Regions from separate parts of the Mus musculus genome. Here region 1 is linked to region 2. The links are chromatin contacts, called in public HiChIP or PLAC-seq maps. All regions are on one chromosome and are shown on one strand. The core of a region is the stretch at or near the end of the contact, and the rest is flanking DNA. Distances in the headings are between cores, read along the strand shown. Region 1 overlaps Dst (dystonin). Region 2 overlaps Dst (dystonin).

What was found. HiChIP or PLAC-seq counts read pairs in DNA pulled down with a chosen protein or histone mark.
Region 1: an H3K27ac HiChIP or PLAC-seq map of heart atrium shows a contact between it and region 2, with 5 read pairs. The contact joins two enhancer-like sites. A contact is called at or near these places in 16 of 484 Hi-C or Micro-C datasets (the C2C12 cell line, the HL-1 cell line, the Patski cell line and 9 more), 6 of 115 datasets of contacts at active chromatin or transcription factors (the NIH/3T3 cell line, cardiomyocytes, embryonic stem cells and 3 more) and 3 of 9 other capture datasets (adipose tissue, liver and pancreatic islet).

The regions. Positions count from the first base shown.
Region 1 is chr1:34,125,924-34,131,253 of GRCm38.p6, reverse strand. The region is part of intron 8 of Dst (dystonin); the gene reads right to left. Gm51742 (a long non-coding RNA gene) reads left to right here. Exons shown (of 3, transcript XR_003948640.1): 3 at 4,803-5,330. Among named protein-coding and RNA genes, the nearest start is that of Gm51742, 6.5 kb to the left of the region's middle. Within about 2 kb of position 1,378, at least 38 of the 459 cell types and tissues checked have an H3K27ac peak or open chromatin away from gene starts, as enhancers often do. A contact at or near this core is called in cardiomyocytes, heart atrium and muscle stem cells, where this site is marked.
Region 2 is chr1:34,017,914-34,023,513 of GRCm38.p6, reverse strand. All of the region lies in intron 4 of Dst (dystonin), which reads right to left. Among named protein-coding and RNA genes, the nearest start is that of Mir6896, 97 kb to the left of the region's middle. Within about 2 kb of position 1,778, at least 39 of the 459 cell types and tissues checked have an H3K27ac peak or open chromatin away from gene starts, as enhancers often do. A contact at or near this core is called in cardiomyocytes, heart atrium and muscle stem cells, where this site is marked.

The DNA.
Region 1 (5,330 bases), core at 129-2,628, 110 kb before region 2:
ACGTCTTATTCACTACTGACACCAGCCTTTAACACAAGGAAATGCTATTTAACTTTTCAACTAGGCAAATTCTGTGATCTTTGGTCCCTTTTCGGTTTCAACTGTCAAAATTGAGAAGCTAATCACAGGCTCTACCTTAAATCCACAAGATAGAACTAGTTCCATTCACACATGCGATTTCTGACCCATTGAGCGTGCCAAAATAGAAACACGCCAGCCATTGTGTGCTTTCTGCCGTTCACACATGGATGAACGGGATGATCAAAGTTTCACAGAATGAATGAGGAAGTGCTATTTGTTCCTCACGAAGTAAACCTGTCCAGGGCACAGCAGAGTCTGCAGTGGCAGCTGCCATCTACCTCTCTACGTATCCCTTCTGATATATGATTCTAAGTAAGAAAGAACGGTCTTCAGGATTTCTACACCAAATGCAAACACTTCCCCGAGTCCCATCGGAAGCTGGCTTACAGAGTAGTTCCCAGTTACTAACCTGCCTACAGATTAGCTAACAACCATCTACGCTGAGGGTTGCCCTACCTGCATGAGCAGTGCAGTTTATTCTCTTTCCTTCTTGTTTCTTTTTGTTTGTTTTATGTAGCTGTGGCTGCAGAATAAAGAATACGCTAAGCCAGACTGGTCCCCAACTTGCAGAGATCTTCCTGTCTCTGCCTCCAAAATGCTGGGATTAAAGGTGTGCATCTCTATGCCTGGCTTGTTCTTTATTCTGCAACCACAGCTGGACTCTGCTGATATTTCTAGAACCAAGTAACAACCACCACCACCCCTGGTTTTCTGATGAAATCATATGAACACATCTGGCTGTATGTACCAAATGCTCTCTATATATACCCTTAGAATGTTCTCTTCATATTCTGCCTAATACAGACCCATCAGACGGATGTTAGATGTCTACTTAATAAGGAGGTGTGGGGATGGAGAGAAAGGGAGAACCAGGCATAAGTCAGAATGACTGCATACTGTCACGTGAATCTCTGCAAACCTTGCCACTGCAGGAATGAACAATCAATGTCGCTTTGCAGTAAAAGAAGATAAACTGACCACCACACGTAAGTGCCTCAAAAGGAGCAGAAGCTGAGGCTATTTGAGAATAACCAGTATCAAGTAGAGAAGCTGAACTTCACCTTGATTATTTTTCTAAAAGAACAAAAAGGAAGAAAGCCCTCCCAAGCTTGACAGGACATGGTCTGGGGGTGAAAAAAAAACCCACTACTGTATCCCAGCTAGCTCCCCGATTTGATTCTCAGTTTATTGCTTGACGGCTCATTTACTGGGAAGTGAGGAACGTTATCACTGTAGAGTCAGCAGGGAACGAGAATGGCCTCTGTGCAAAGTCAACCAGACCAGACGACTGGGAAGCAGGGACGTCCTATTTTTACAGATATCGTCATCATCATGGCATGCACACAGGCCATTCCAAGGTTGGCGCCAACACTCCCTGAAAATTTATCCACATTTTATTAATTTGTTTTCAGTATGGCCATGCTCAAGTTAGGCAAGCATTTTGATGAAGACTTATATATCCTAGCCTCGTGTGTACATTTTTAGTATTTAAAAATAATTACGTGGTTTTTTTTTAAACTTTCATCGAATTGATTATTAGTTAATGTTCACAAAAACTAGGAATGCCAACATAAGCTGTTTCTTGTAGGTAAGGCTATAGATCAGAAGACTAAGGAATCAGAGAATTCAGACTGACAAACAGCAGAGCCACTTGGGGAACTTCTGTCACTTTAATGGCCAACAAACTGAAAGAAAGACACTGTGCCCAGGGTCTAACCTCTTTTTTTTTTTAAGATTTATTTATTAATTATATGTAAGTACACTGTAGCTGTCTTCAGACACACAGAAGAGGGCATCAGATCTCGTTACAGATGGTTGTGAGCCACCATGTGGTTGCTGGGATTTGAACTCAGGACCTTTGGAAGAGCAGTCAGTGGTCTTATCCACTGAGCCATCTCACCAGCCCCTAAGGGTCTAACCTCTTGCTTGGATCTAGGTCCCCTAAATTCCAGCTCAGGGTTTGTAGGAGTGAAATTTCTCTTCCACATTAAGAAAACTGTATTAACAGATGTATCCTCAGCAGCCACTGCTCAACTGCTTAAATTAACATCACTTTCCAAGATTAACAGAGACAGGAGCCACGGCTATGGACATCATCCTGTAAGGCCATCCCCTTGTTCTGAAGTCTCAAGCTCTCCTGCATGGGAGTGTCAGTTTCAATTGGGACAGGGTGGCTAGTACCCAGAACGTCACATGGTTCCTGAGGCATTGGCATGCCTGGCTCTCTCATAAATAGGAGACAACAGGGCTCATAAGATAAATAGAAACAGAGCTCTTAGTAAACTGCATGTGGTAACATGTGATTACTCAGGAGGCTGAGGCAGGAGGATTATTTGAGTATCCAGAAAGTCAAGCCCAACATAGGCAACATAGTAAAAGATTCTATCTCAAATAAACTGATATTTTTCCTTCACTGGCAGCCCTCCTCCCTGCAGACCTGCAGATCTGCCTCTGGTATTCTCTCATATCCTAGCAACTCAATGCCTTAAGTGAATCCTAGGAGGGGGTAAACAACCAAAGTTGACTCAAAGAACTGGCTTCCCTCAGGAGAATGTCTGTGAATAGTTGCAAGCTTGAAGCTAACTCTGGCATCTGCAGAGGAGCACACTGATCTGGGATGGCTGAAGAGAGGGAGAAGATGAGAGGCAACAAGGAGCACAGGCTACAGCAGCCTCGCTGTGCTGTGTGAGATGCTCTGGGATGGCGGGACAGAAGGGAACGTCTTGGTAGAGCTTTTGAAAACTTTTCGCCTCAGAGGCTGGTTAGAGGCTTTCCCCGAATCCACAGGAAATAATGATGAAAGGGTCAAGAAGCACTCTGCATCCGCTCTATTTATATGTCACCTCATTTAATGGGACAGGGAGCCACACCCACTTTAGGGATGGGGATAATAAGACCTAACGTTAAGTTTTCTGAATGAAGATCTCCAATGTGTTCTGTATTCTACCACACTCTAGGAGTTGTTGCCACTGATGAACCACTTTGTTCTAGTAATATGGGAGCCGACCTCTGAGACAGATGGTGGGCGTGGGAATGACCCCTGGTCAAGGGTCACCTACACAGACATAAAGTCCTTAACCCTTTACACAGTTTGCTAGTTAGTCTTCTGTCACCTTGTCACAGGCTAGAGCGATCTGGGGAAGGAAAGTTGGGATGCTTCCTACTGGCCTGTGGGCACAGCTGTGGGGCCACGTTCTTGACTGATGACTGATATGGGAGGGACCATCTCACTGTGGGATGTGCAACCCTTGGGCTGGAGGCCCTGGGTCCTATAGGAAAGCAGCAGAAGTAAGCCAGCGAGCAGAGCTCCTCCCAGGCTGCAGCTTCAGCCCCTGCTTCCAGGACCCTGCTCTGACTTCCCTAACTGATGAACTGTGCTGTAGAGGCGTGAGCCGAATGAGCCCTTTCCTCTCCCAGTTGCTCAGCGTCGTCATGTTTCATGACAGCAACAGAAACCTTCAGACTCGGTTAGATGGAAAAATACTGTCAAGCAGAAACCAGATTTCTTAGCATGTTTTATCAGAATAAAACATTCTTTGTGAGAATTTAAACAGCATTAAGAATGAACAAAAGCCATAGCTAGGGAAGAAGAACAAGCACAGGGTGTTCTTCTTCTAAACCAAGAAGTTTGTCACTCAGGTATATGCATCCACAGAGGAGGTCTGGGCCGGAGCGTGGCAGCTACTACTCAGTCCCACCCTCCCTCCCCCATGACTTCTCTGGGCACCAATTTGCTTCCATATAAAATGAGGAGGCAATAGTGTCCTGTAGACATCTCAGGGTAAACTGAGGTCAATGTATCAGGAGGAATGCTGCTTACACTCTGATTCACACCACTTGCGACTGCAGTCAGGCAAAGTCTAATTCCACACTGAATTGTGGTCAACACAGAACATATTTTCAAGTTAAGATGTTGCTTCTAAAGACAATTCTTTCAGAAGCAATCTGATTATTTTGGCAGAGAGAAGTGTAATCAACACATTTTTAGTTGCTGCTTCCAAGTTGCTTTAAAAAAAAAAAAAGTGATAGCATGTTCCACAAAATATTTTAAGTGAAAATGTTGCTCAAACATTTTACAACTGTAAAGATTACAAACCTACAAACTGCCTACATGAAAGAAATGGCTAAGAGAAAGACAGAAGTAAGCTAAACATTGGCAAAAATCAGGCTGGGCTTGTAGATAAAAAAACCAAACTTACTAAAAATAAAGTACCAACGCTAAATTGAAGACTCCAGGAAATTCCCTCATTTTTGTTCGAACACAAAATCACCCGTTTCTTTAGTAGAAAGAGAGAAGCACAGGCTTTCATAGCTCCTCCATAGAGTTTAAAATATAGGACAGTGTAAAGCTGACTGATAACCAAATTCTAAGTAATTACATTTTCATTAATTAAATAACTACAAGCAGGCAAAAGTCAACACACACATATTAAAAGGAGATAAAATGGTTCAGAAAGGAACAAGTTTCTCAGCTAATCCATGATCTTTAGCTTCAGGATGTACAGAGTTCAAGCTATCATAGGACAGAACAAAACACATTCTGAGTTTCTAACAGTCCTTAAATCTCAGTACGAACTCTGTTAGCTGAAGCACAGAGAAAAAGTAATGACTAAATATATTTCAGTATATTGGGTTCCTCTTACATTTTAAGATGATTCCAATTTTTTTAAAGCTTCAAATATAAAAGTTGATGTAATAAAACAACTCTTTTCATTTATCAGCAGAGACCGCCGATATCTCTACAAGAGCCACACTGATCAAGTTCAGTCCTTGACTCGAAGAAGACTGGTGGTTCAGTACACAGAAGTGCTATTTTCATTAGTTGATACATCTGCTTTGTGGGAAGGAAGTTCAACCCCACCAGTATCCAGAAACCTGAGTTTTGAGTGACTTAGGTTTACAGCCTGGTCCCCGCCATCTGCTGCAAACAATGGGGTGTAAGGTAAGAAAAGGGGACTCTACTTAACCTAGTGTCTTCTTTTAACCCAACATACAATACACAGTACCATGCTAGACTAAGGAAGAAGGGGAGAGGAAACACTGAAAATTGCAAAGTGTATATTTACATACAAGAAGTTGCAGACATGTAAAACTGGGAAAGACGTGCAGGAAAAGAAGGCATGTATCAGGTCACCAGCCCAGCTTGGACAGCTTCAAGTCAACGTGAAGTGAGTTGAGCAGTCTGTTTAAACCTCCTGAGCCTCACCTAGAGCCACTTCCCAGGCATCTTCTAAAAATGATCTTGTGGG
Region 2 (5,600 bases), core at 529-3,028:
AGTGAGAGAAAACTGTGTACAGCAGCCCCTACACCAGGCAACACAAGGCTGCTCCTGCCCACTGAAATGCTGCCTTCCTCTGTGAAACCCCAGGCTTCTCAGATCCCTCCCCGGGGAGAAGTGGTCCCTGTCTCACCTAATTCAGCTCTGCTAAGAGGCCCCTGACTTGTGGCCCCTCTGCAGGCTCTGCTTCCTTAGCACAGTTTCAAAGCTTAAGAACAGAAGTTTCTAGAATTCTCTGCGTGCTCTGACTTGGTGAGCCGATCCCGCGCCTGCTTCTAGTGCGTCCTCTCCCCCCAGGTTTTCTACGGAAATATCAAGTATAAAACAAAAGGCAGTAGCGAAGGGGGTCTATTATATGCTAATTTGTTCACTTGAAGCATATAATCAATTAACTCCTGACTAGAATTAGGGGAAAGGCTGGAAGCAGTGTTCACTGAATGTTTTCAGAGGGAGGCTAATTATAAAAGTCACTACTTTTAGCACATCATGTTAATTCTGCTGGAGCACAAATTTAAATTCCTATGCAGTTTTCCAAGTTGAAAAAAAAAGATTAGTATTTCAGTATACATCTATTTTCCTATGAAAAGGTTATATTATCCTTGAAACTGTTTTGTTGTTGTTGTTGTTTGTTATGTGTGTGTGTTTTGGGGGGAGTTGTTTTTGGTTTTGTTGTTGTTTTGTTTGTTTTTTGAGTCAGAGTTTTACTATCATATAGCCCAGGCTAGACTCAAACTTAGGATCCTACTGCCTCAGCCTCTAGAGTACTGGGATTATACAGGCATGGGGGACCACGTCCCAGACAATTTAGACTCCTCCAATCCTGCCATAAACCCACCAGAAACATTCAAAAGAAAACTATACAAGTCAAAAATTACCTGAAGGGTATACAGAGAACACTGTAAAATGTCTTCATAAACATAAATCTTGACTTAAAGATCATACGACACAAGAAACCAAGCCCTAGGGCCAGCAAGATGGCTCAGCAGTGAAGGGAATCTACTGCCAAGTCCGAGAGTCTGAGTTTAACCCAGAACTCACATGGTAGAAGGAGATAACCAACTCCCAAGAGCTGTCCTTTGACCTCCAGAGTACTCATGTATTGGCACACATGCACACACAAAATAATATAAATAAGTAAAACTGTATAAATGGTTGAAATAAACTCCTAACCTTCACCCAAGCTTTTTCGTGTACTATTTTCAATACCCTCGTTGGTCAGATGTTACCACAAAGACCACAAAACCAACAACCAAATGCTGACTGCTTTAAGGGCTCTTCTCTTTTCTAGCACTTCCAACACTGATAAATAACCCGAGGGCTGAGGTTCTGCTCAAATATGTTACAGGAAACCGATCACAATTTCTCTCTAAGATCTCAACTTAGATCTTAGAAAAAGCAAGCAGGATGGTTGACTGAAAAGCATCATCAACTGTTAGGAGCAAGGGCCTAAAACTCTGGGTGCTTCTGACTCTGTGTGAAGCCGTGTCTACAAGTGTACACACAGGTATTCAGGCTATATAATCTAGTCACGGTAACAGAAACATTCTAAAAACTTAGAGCAAGCTTCTAACTCTGCTCCTGGTTACATTTTAAAAGCAGCAATTTGGTATCCCAAGAGGTGAGTGTTCACTTGTTTCATAGGCACGGACAGCTAATTTCAGTCCACCCTTAAAATAGAACAGTTGGACTAATTTTAGACTCAAGTGTTATACAGCATCATAGCTGCCAACTAAGTGGAACTCGGGACCTGCAGCCACATATGTAGATGCCAGAGCAAAGTGTCAGACTGCTGAGCTCTAAGCCCACACACACTCTCTGAAGTAGGCACAATGCATAGTGTCCTCAGCCAAAACAGAACACACAGTACACAACACACTGTGACCACATGAAACAAATAATCAATCAGGCCCTCATTTACCTAAAAGAACATGTATAAAATAGGCATGCAAAACTATCAAACGAGGGCTGTGGAGTGCCTGCTATGCAATGATAAGGACCTACATTCAAATCCAAAAATGCTGTGTGTGGTCCATAACCCAGTGCTGGGGTAACAGGGAAGGGGGAGGGGGCAGGGGGAATTGGACATGACTGACTGCCAGCCTGTTTCCAGGTTCATGAGACCTATATCTCAAGAGAGAAGAGAATGACACAGCAGGACACCCAACGTCCTCTCTGATTTTCACATGAAGGTGTGCCCACATGTATACATGTGCACACACACACATGCATATGTGCATATACCACATACATAATCCTCACATACACACAGAGAGGTGGAGAAGAAACACTTAAAAGGGGGAGGGGGCACTGGAGAGATGGCTCAGCCATTAAGACTGCTCTTCCGAAATTCCTGAGTTCAATTCTCAGCAACCACGTGGTGACTCACAACCATCTGTAATGGGATCTGATGCCCTCTTCTGGTGTGTTTGAAGGGAGCTACAGTGCACTCAAAATAAGTAAATAAATAAATAAATAAATAAATAAATAGATTTTTTTAAAAAGGCATCCAAACACTCAAGATAAATAAATAAATAAATAAATCTTTTTTTTTTTTTTTTTTTAAAGGCATCCAAAGGAGGTTGGGCTAAAAGGGCCACTGATGACTGCAAAGTACTGCTTTCCAGAACCGGTACAAAGATCTCTTAGAACACAACAATAAAAAAATAAAAAAGCAACCAAATAAAACCGTGCAGTAGTACATGCTGGGTGGAGGTGCAGCCAGCTGGCGGAGGTCACCTGGCAGAGTGAGAGACCCCAGATGTGCTCTGATTTTCCCGCACCAAAATCCCACACAAAGAAAAGTGGGGAGAGATCGAAACAGACTCATCTAATGGACTGCAGATTAAAAGCAATGATGACCCAAGCTCAAGTCTGAAAGGGCAATGGCGAAAGTCACCTGGCAGAGCCAAGGTCTGCATCTAATCCTGCTGAGGCTTAGCTCTCCCGTGCACTGAAGTGCCCGAGGTGCCACCCTCGAGGGTGAGCAGGCAGGCATCCACTATCCTCATTAGTGGGCTAAGCAAACTGGGCCCCTCCGCTGACCTCTCCTGCACAGCTTTTCCCAAGGACACTTGCTTTAGCATTCTTCCTTCCCACAGCTCAGCTTCGGTCAGAGACTGCATGGGGCCCTAACTAGAAACAGACCAGGTGTAGCTGCCTGGGGTTAGAACAGGAGCCAAAGCAGACTCTTTTCTTATAACTTATCCAGCCTTCTGCTATAGCAACACAAAATCGATTAAGCAAAACATCATCCAACGCTGACGTGGACGCGGAATGACGGGAACTCTCATTCCCTGCTGGTGCAAACAGAGGACGACAGGGCCGCTTCAGAGAAAGAGTACAGGTCGTACAAACCTAAAATCCTTAAAATCCTCCAAGCTCATTCCTCGACCTAAGTTACTTGAGACTTCAAGTCCGTCCTTAAAGTCATGCACACAATGGGTATAGAAGCTTTTATACTCGTTTAGCAAAACAAAAATGGAAGCAAACAAGATGCCCTTCATTGGATAAACAGATTTAAATGGTGGGACATTAAACAATGGACAATTACTCAGCAATTAAAAAAAAGATGATACCCTACACCATGAGAGACATGGTGTACCAGGCCTGGTAACTCACACCTGTAGTCCCAATGCTCGAGAGAAGAGTAAGTCTGAGGGCCAGCTTGGGTGGCACAGCAAGTTCCAGGCCAGCCTGGGCTACATGCTGAGATCCTGTCTCCAAAAACCAAACGAAGAAAACAAGTGACGTGGAGAATATTACAACGTTAAACATCCTGGTATGAACAGAATATATTCCGTACAGTTTTGACTACATCAAATCCTTCTTTAAAGAGGCAAAAAGCCAGAGAGCAAAAGCTCCATGCGTCGAGGCCTGGGAAGACTTTTTAAAGCAGTGAGCCTCTCCGCACTGTTCTGTGATGGCAAACACACCCCACGCTGGCCGAAACCCACAAAGTGCAGCAGAGCAAAAGCTACTGCGACTGAGGCTCACAGGTGATAATAAGGTGTTGGTATAACTTACCAGTTAGAGCAGATCACAGGTGTCAAAAGAGGAAGCTGCAGACGTGCACTTTCTCCTCTAAAGACTGGTCTAGTGCTAGGGTTTTGTTGGTTTTCAGGTTTTGGGGGGGGGGGTTGTTTATTTCTTTAAGTCACTAGCCCAGGACTACTCAGGGGTTTGGTCTCTGGACACTTGACCCACACTCTGCTGTTGGGATAGTTCACTCTTTTATTCTCCTTACTCAAAGTGGGGAAAAGGAACTACAAAGAACTATTTAGGTCAAAAATGAAGTATACATATAGTCACACTGGCATGGACAGCATAGAGACCCAACCACTGAATACATAAGAACATGTTTTCAATTCCCTGACACAATAGTAGCTTTGTACAAGACATATAACACTGGGGCCTGCTGGGAATATTTCCTCCAGCTAGAAAAGAAAAGAACAGAACCCAGACTTTGCCCACTCTCTCGGAGAAGTCTGTCCAGGGCCAGTCTCAAAGCGGTCTGTGTAGTGTTAGCATTTACCAAAACTTAAGACTTTTCATTCAACCTAAATATACTCTAGACACACATTAAAGGTGGTATTAAAATTTTATCTCATTTTCATTGATACCTAATAATTAGGCTCTATAATTCTGCTAAAATAGATGAGTGCAAACTGCAAAATCTGCTCAGCATTTTACCTCAAGTAGCTTCTATATATTTTCATCCACTGTTACGCCATGCCATCTAACCTACCTCAGAAGCGCTGGGCTTAGTCAACATTGACCCTTGGTGAAATATTCCCATAAGAACTGCTCTGTAACATTTACTTATCACGGTGAAGACAATCAAAAGGCAGAGTTTGTGTCACACATACACCTGACACTCCAACACAAATGTGACCACTGGTAACTGATGTGTGCCTCCATCAGGGACACTGACTTCATTAGAAGCCTCTGTCTTATGTTCATGAAATGGCAGTGGCTGTACTGAGCCATAGACATTAGAAATTCAGAAATTCCTAGTAGAGCTCTTAATTTCACAGTGGCTCCTGAACCTTCCTCCCATCCTTTCCATCCACAGGGCCCGTCGCTTACCCGATGTCTGTCACATCTGTTGAGGATCATTCAGGGTTCTACTCTCTACAAACTTAAAGCAAAAAAAACCAAACAAACAAAAAACAAAACAAAACAAACAAACAAACAAAAACATGGTCCTTGGCATGGCATCCAAGCCTCCTTTCAATCTGATTCAACACAAGGCTCTCTCCAACCAAGCTTCCTTCTCAGGGAACCTCGGAGTCATGTCCCTGCTACCCTAAGGCTCTCATTAGTACCTCAGGTAATCTCAAGATACCCTTGCTGATTACATCTTGCCCAAGAGGCACCTCTCAGCTGACCTTACACAAGCAGTTTTCCCTCCAACACACTCTTAGGGGGTGGGGTGATGGCTCGCTGGGATAAAATACTTGCTTTGTATCCTAGTTTGCTTCTCTGTTGCTGGGATACAACACTGACCAAAAACAACATGGGGTGAGGGTTGTCTAGCTTATGGGTTGCAGTAATCTATCACTGGGCGAAAACAGGGCAGGAGCTCAAGGCAGGAACCT